Regions from separate parts of the Mus musculus genome. Here region 2 is linked to region 1. A link is a contact called in public promoter capture Hi-C data. All regions are on one chromosome and are shown on one strand. Each heading gives the region's core, a stretch centred on a gene start, on an enhancer-like site or on the middle of the called end of the contact. The rest is flanking DNA. Distances are from core to core; before and after follow the strand shown. Region 1 holds the start of Ppil1 (peptidylprolyl isomerase (cyclophilin)-like 1). Region 2 holds the start of Ndufv3 (NADH:ubiquinone oxidoreductase core subunit V3).

Region 1 (3,318 bases), core at 596-3,095:
ATGCTCTGAAACTAACCCCGAACAAGGGGAAAGTCCTCACATGACACCTATAGATGTAATAAAAAGACATTAAAGTATGAGTAGTTTATATACATTTGCGTCAGTCTGGGGCTTAGGCGGGGCAGAAAGCAACCAGCTAAGAGTCAGGATGTTCAATAAATATTTTCTAGCATATTTCTGATCATGTAAACATATCACCTATTGAAACCAAACTTGAATAGAAAAATAAAGCAGCCCTTGTGTTAAAGAGTGGGTCACACTGGTGGAGACGACTCAGCTCCTAAGAGCATGTCCTGCTCTTCGGGAGGACCACACTTCAGATCCCAGCACTCCACCAGGGGGCTCACAGCCACCTGTACCCCCCATCTCCATGGTTTCCAATACCTCTGGCCTCTGAACTCATGTGCACACACACATAATTAAAAGACAAATCTAGGGCTGGAGAGATGGCTCAGTGGAGAGATGCTCTCCCAGAGGTCCTGAATTCAATTCCCAGCAACCACATGGTGGCTCACAACCATCTGTAATGGGATCTGATGTCCTCTTCTGGTGTGTCTGAAGACAGGTACAGTGTACTCATATAAATAAAATAAATAAATATATCTTTAAAAAAAATCAAATCTAAAGAGAATGTGTAAAGCAAATAGGCTGGTTACTTCAAATGTCCACATACACCCATACGAGTGCTTTTATTCTCTTCTCTTAGTGCCTTTAAGGATAAAACAAGGCAGGGGGCTCCTGCTGTACATTACCCACTGAGCTCTGGGGAGAATCTGTATGGCCCAGGTTCAGGAGGTCCAGCAATGTGAGCACTCTGTAGAACTGGGAGCGAGAGCAGTGGTGCGTGCCTTCCTAATGTCTACACTCAGGAGCCAAGGGCAGACAAAATGGGGCTCAAGTCAGTAGACAGGGCAGACCAGGCTCCAAGCAGGGTTCCCTTCAATCAGTATGAAAACCAGGTTGCAGGTAAATCTATAAAATGCACCATTTCTCTGCTAAAACTGGAGGGGTGTGTGTGATACAAAGCCTTCGGGACAGGAGCTGCTAGCAATAGTAAACTGAGCGCAATCACACACAAGGGAGGCAAGGCACTAGGAGGTGGCTTAATTTTATATATTAATATAAATATAATAGAATGTTAGGTAAGCAGTCTATTCTATCCAGCCCAGCCCAGCCCCTGGACTTCTGATCCTCCTGCTTCCACCTCCAGAGTGCTAGGATTACAGGCTTGTGCAACCACACCGAGTATATATGGTGCTGTAGCCCGAGCTTGGGGCCTCGGGCATCCCCAGCTCAAAGATCACTCTTGGATTTTGGAGAAAATAAATTTTCTTCTACTTCCAAAGAAATTTGTTCAGACAACTCTACTTGTCCCGTGATGTTTACACATCTGTCTCCTTCACCATAATCCAGATTTGTGTTTTCAAAAATCCAGGTCCTACGCGCATGGCTTGTGTGATCAACACACACTTGTTGAGAAAAAAAATGAGTGAGTGAGTGAATGAATGAATGAAGATGGAAGGTGGATATAGGTAAATGAACTAATAAACGTCGTGGGGAAAGGACAGCAGATAGAAATCGTCGAGGTCTCCGGGATGTTGGAGGGGCTCCCCTGAGGTCCCTTCAGAACTTACAGGTACTCCCGGCCGCAGCTCTGTGCGTGCGGGCAACCTGCGAGTCAGGCCGGCCACTGCGGCACGAACCCGCGTCCCCTCCACCAATTCCTCCCCCACCTCCAACCCTCACCTAGTCTCCAGGTAGACGTTGGGCGGCTGCCAGGTGTCTGGGGGAATCGCCGCCATGCTGAGCGAAGGTATCCCCCCCGCTAGCAATCACTACTTCCGGCGGAGTTAACCCGGGACCCGCCCCTGGGCACACACTTCCGGTTCCCGCCGATCCGCCCGTTTGCTTGACAGGATTTAGGGCGCTGGGACAAGAATGACGAAGGATCCTTCTTTCTAGGCTGGGAAGAGGGTTGCAAGTCGAAATGCTCAGTGCAGGAACTCAGACAAGTGCAAGATTCTCCAGGGGCGATTCGCGCCACGCTCCGGAACAGTGATTGGTCTGTTTTGGCGCGGAAGGCGGGAACAACCTTCTTCACTCTGATTGGAGGGCTGGAGAATTTCCTAGTTCCCAGACTTGGGTGATGCCCCTGGCTGGCTTTGAACTCAAAAAGATCTGCCTGCTTCTGTCTGCCGAGTGCTGGGATTTAAGGCGTGCACCACCACGCCCAGCGTCTATTCCTTAAAGCAATCCTGTGGATGACAGGAGTCCCGTTTTTCAGCGGAGAAAACTGAGACTCCGCCGTTAAGTGCCACATGGCAAATCTGATCCCACAGACTCCAAAAGCAAAGAGCATGTGGAAAGAGGAAAAGGCTGGGAAGAGAGACAAAGCTTAAAATGACTGTCCCAGGAGATAGTGGTGCACGCCCCCAGCGCTGGAGCGGCAGAGGCAGGGGGATCTCAGAGTTCAAGGCCTGTACAAGGTCTCTTCTACAGAGCGAGTTTCAGGATAGCTAGGACTACTCAGAGAGGTATCCTTGGAGCTGGAAATGCAGGCCAGTTAGTAGACGGCTTGCCTAACAGGGCTTAGTGGGTAAAGTACTTGAATTTAGGTCCCTAGGACCCATGCAAATGCCAGGTAGATATGCACTTGCGGCCTCAGCAACCGGGAAAGCAGAGACCATGGGGAAGAATCCAGGGAGCTGGCTAGCCATCCAGTCTAGCCCAAATAGCTCTCTCCAAGTTCAGTGAGCCACGAGGGAAATGTATATTTTATATTGAACATCCCATAATTAACAACAAAGAAGTAGGAAAATATTTACAAGACTTCCTGAGTTCTAAGATGCATCTACCCTCCCACCCACCCACTTCCTGCACAGCAAAGCAAAAATTGAGCAAATGCTTACTCTTAACAACCTACGGCTCTTCAGAAAATTGAGCAATGCATATTAAAGAGAAGCAATCTGAACCGTAGTGTGCAAGGTACTTACTTACAGGCCAACAGAGCTGTGGGTGAACACTCTGGGGAGGCTCTCCCATTAAAGATCAGATAAATAAAAAAGACTTTAATTTTTTATTTATTTTGTGTGTGTGTGTGTGTGTGTGTATCTGGGTTTGTATGGGCACACAGGAGCCCACAGAGGCCAGAAGAGTGTGTCAGATCCCCCAGAACTGGAATTACATGCAGGCTCTAGCTGGCATATGGAGGTTAGGAACAGAGCACCTGAACCATTTCTCCATCCCTAAGAATGACATTTTTCATGATTAAGGAAAATTATTTTTAAAAACAGTCTCTTGGACCGGAAAGGTGGCTCA
Region 2 (3,318 bases), core at 366-2,865, 2.3 Mb after region 1:
TTTCCATGGGCTCCACCTCTTACTACACCCATAATAATGGATTACTTCCCACAGCCCCACCTCTTATTGCTTCTAGTCCTTCACCATCACCCTGGAGACCAAGAACTTCCAGCTCATGAGCCCTCGGAGGGCAAATGCATACAGCTCTCCCACTGAGTAGTCTTTCCCTTGCATTTGTTCTTGCATCTCCCAGTTCCTCCAGCGTCTAAACTGGTCGGCTGTGAGAAGTGGAGGTTTTGAGTCCTATGGTTTTACAGCTCCAACTCCAGTCCCACAAAGGACAGGTGGTACCCGTTCCCCTCAGTATTATTTACTCACCTCTAAAGCATGCAAGTGTCCCCTGGAGACAAGAGTAGGTGAAGAAGGACAATTATTTGTGTGGTAGATCGAGCTTCTTCTCAGCCCACAGTGTCCGTAGCAATCTCATGTCACAGAAACCTTTCCCATTCTCAGATCTAGAAGATGCTCTCACATGGGCTGTCTCCAGTCTTCAGAGGCCTGCAATGCACTCTGTCTCTGGAGCCTGAACACTCCTTGGAGCTCCCGTCATGCCATTGTCCCCCTGACAGCCTGGACACAGCATTAACAGCTCTAATATTTTTTTTTCTTCTCAGTAATTCATTTCATTGTTCTGAATCCTTTCACTGACATTGAATTTTCCTTGGTGGAAAATTGGAGGTATAGACATAACCATCTATGTGAAATACTTACTGTGCACTGGGCAAACGTGTGCGAGGGGCCACCAATCAATCAGTGGGAAGAGGAATTCCAATAACACATACTGTAACACAGCTGTGCCTTAGATATGGTTCTCCAAAAAGCTTTGTGTGTTAAAGGCTTGGTCCTCAACTGGTGAAGTTGGGTGTGCATGTGTGTGAGTATATATATATATATGTGTGTGTGTGTGTGTGTGTGTGTGTGTGTGTATAATAGGGACAAATGACAGGTACTTTTCTTTCTCCTCCCCCCCCCCCACACTTAATTGTTATATATAAGTATACTGTAGCTATTTTCAGACACCAGAAGAGGGCATCAGATCTCACTATAGAGGGTTATGAGCCACTATGTGGTTGCTGGGATTTGAGCTCATGACCTCTGGAAGAGCTGTCAGTGCTCTTAATCGCTGAGCCATCTCTCTAGCCCCAAGTTTATCTATTGATTACAAACAATCTTTACAGTTACTCTGTAAAAGAGCAGGCTGTCTTTGAACTAGCCCTACTGCTGGTATGGTAGGTGGGCACCTCCATGCCCAGCTTCTGGTTTGTTTGTTCAAGACCACGCCCCTACTGGGCAAGCGCACTACCACCGAGTTGTATCTCCAAGAAACAACAAACTCACAAAGATCTCACCAAACACAGAAGTCTCTCAAGTCGAACCAGAAACGCAAAGGACATGATTCTAGCTGTGCAATTTTGGTAGGTTACAGACCAGAGTTAAGGGCGAGATCAGGGCAAGGTGGGCAGGCCCAAATCGGAGGGGCGGGACTTTCAGCGGGATCTACCCAGGGGAGGACCCCACGCTTTCCCGAACCCGGAATTGGTGGACTCAGTTAGGGGCGTGGCCTTAAGGAGCCCTCCCAGAATGCGCGCGCAAACGCTTGGGTCCACCATGGTGTGCGATTGGTGAACGTGGACGCGGGGCGGAGCCTGGGGTGGTGCGTGTGCACAAGTAGGTCACGTACCTAAGTGCGACCTCCGCTCTTGGCATTTGTGCCATGGCGGTCTCTCTCCTCCTGCGGGGAGGACGGATCCGGGCGCTGAAGGTAAAGGGCTAACGGGCGGGACATACCGGGCCCTTAGCCTGACCCTTAACTGCACCCGTGGGCCCGGTGCGGAGAGGGGTCCTAGGGCCTGTGCTCACCTGACCCGGACAGAAGGGTTTTCTCTGCAGGAGTGAAACCGAGTCACTGAGGCTGTTTTTAAAACGAAACCTGGCTTTCTCTGCAAAACTAGTATTGGGTTTTGTTTGGGTTGGGTTCGGTGGATGGAACCTAGGGCCCTGCGCTTGCTTGTCAAGAGCTGTCATTGAACTGGCCCCAAAGCAGGAAATGCTCACAGCAATATAAAATACAGGTGACAGAGGGCTCCCGTCGTCAAATGGGCACTGTTTAATTATTCCTTCAGGTATATTGCTCCCAGCGATTTTTTTCCAGCGTGTATCGGTACACATAATTTGTACACACACGGAGAATCATCAGTATAAATAGAAGTTTTCCGGTTCTTTTGCTCCACCCCCCAACCCCCTCCCTAGCATGAAGCATCCTAGGATCTAACACATACCTTAGCGGTTGCCGGCTGAATTACAATAAGATTCTTCTCAAATTGTAACACTTCTGAAGCAATTATCTACATCCTATTTACTAGTAGATAGTGTTTCTGCAACTTTACTAACTGTAGGGAGATAATTTTGCAAAAAGAAACATAGTATTTTGTAAAGTAACAAAATAGCCAGTAGAGTAAACTGGCTGCCCTGTATTAAGACCCAGGAGTCTTGGGCTGAGAGCCAACTGGGCCTTGCATCCAGGATCCAGGCCTGAGTGTTACAGCCGGCATGATGGCTGCCATCCAGAGGCCAGCACTTCCCTCCCCCCTCCCCCATGCTAACACAGGCTCCCCCCCTCCCCCCAACACAGGTCTGTCTAACTGAGGCTTTGCAGGACACGTGACAGCAAGAGCTTTTCTCAGAAGCATCTGTCTCCCATCCTCCCAACCCCTGAGCCCCAGGTTTCTGCAGAACATAGAACCAGGCTCTTCTCCAAGATATCCTGAAGCTTTGTATAACGAAGCTGGCAAAGTCTTTATTTTTAATAAAAACTTTCCAAGTGCCTATTTTGGGAAATTTCTGCAAAGATTAGGGAAATAAAGTTGTTTTCATTTACCCAGATGCTAATAGTGATTTTCCTGGAACTTGGGGTATATTTTTCTTGCAGCTTTTGGGGTATTTGTCAGAGCATTCATAATTCCCATATGTTATGACCATTGTAATAAGTGTGCCATGTGAATATGAATATATAATACATTGTAATGGCTGTTATCGAAGTGAGTATCTTTGCTTGTCTGCTCTCCCCAGGCTGTGCTCCTGGAGGCAAGGGTGTTCCCGGGAGAACTGGTTTCTGTAGTGAGGCTGTCTACAGAGTCAGAGAAGAGTGCAAAGGAGAAAGAGCTACATCCCAAGACACAAAGTGTGCTCAAAGGTGAGATGTTAAATATGATCTCGGGGGTGTGGGGGAGGCAAAGAACGAAAAGTCAGTAGCATGAAGTGAGGTGGGCCAGACGCATAACCTAAGACTTCAGCTCACAGTGAGATGGAAGATTGGAC

Evidence for each region. Promoter capture Hi-C pulls out the DNA fragments that hold promoters and counts their contacts.
Region 2: a promoter capture Hi-C map of liver shows a contact between it and region 1, with 2.9 times the contacts expected there. The contact joins the promoter of Ndufv3 here to the promoter of Ppil1 in region 1. A contact is called at or near these places in 1 of 39 promoter capture datasets (liver) and 1 of 115 datasets of contacts at active chromatin or transcription factors (extraembryonic endoderm stem cells).

Annotation. Positions count from the first base shown.
Region 1 is chr17:29,262,126-29,265,443 of GRCm38.p6, forward strand. It overlaps Ppil1 (peptidylprolyl isomerase (cyclophilin)-like 1), which reads right to left and starts at 1,846. Exons shown (of 4, transcript NM_026845.4): 1 at 1,747-1,846. The coding sequence starts at 1,802.
Region 2 is chr17:31,518,500-31,521,817 of GRCm38.p6, forward strand. Ndufv3 (NADH:ubiquinone oxidoreductase core subunit V3) reads left to right here and starts at 1,616. Exons shown (of 4, transcript NM_030087.2): 1 at 1,616-1,762; 2 at 3,070-3,193. The coding sequence starts at 1,715. It also overlaps a transcript of Wdr4 not described here.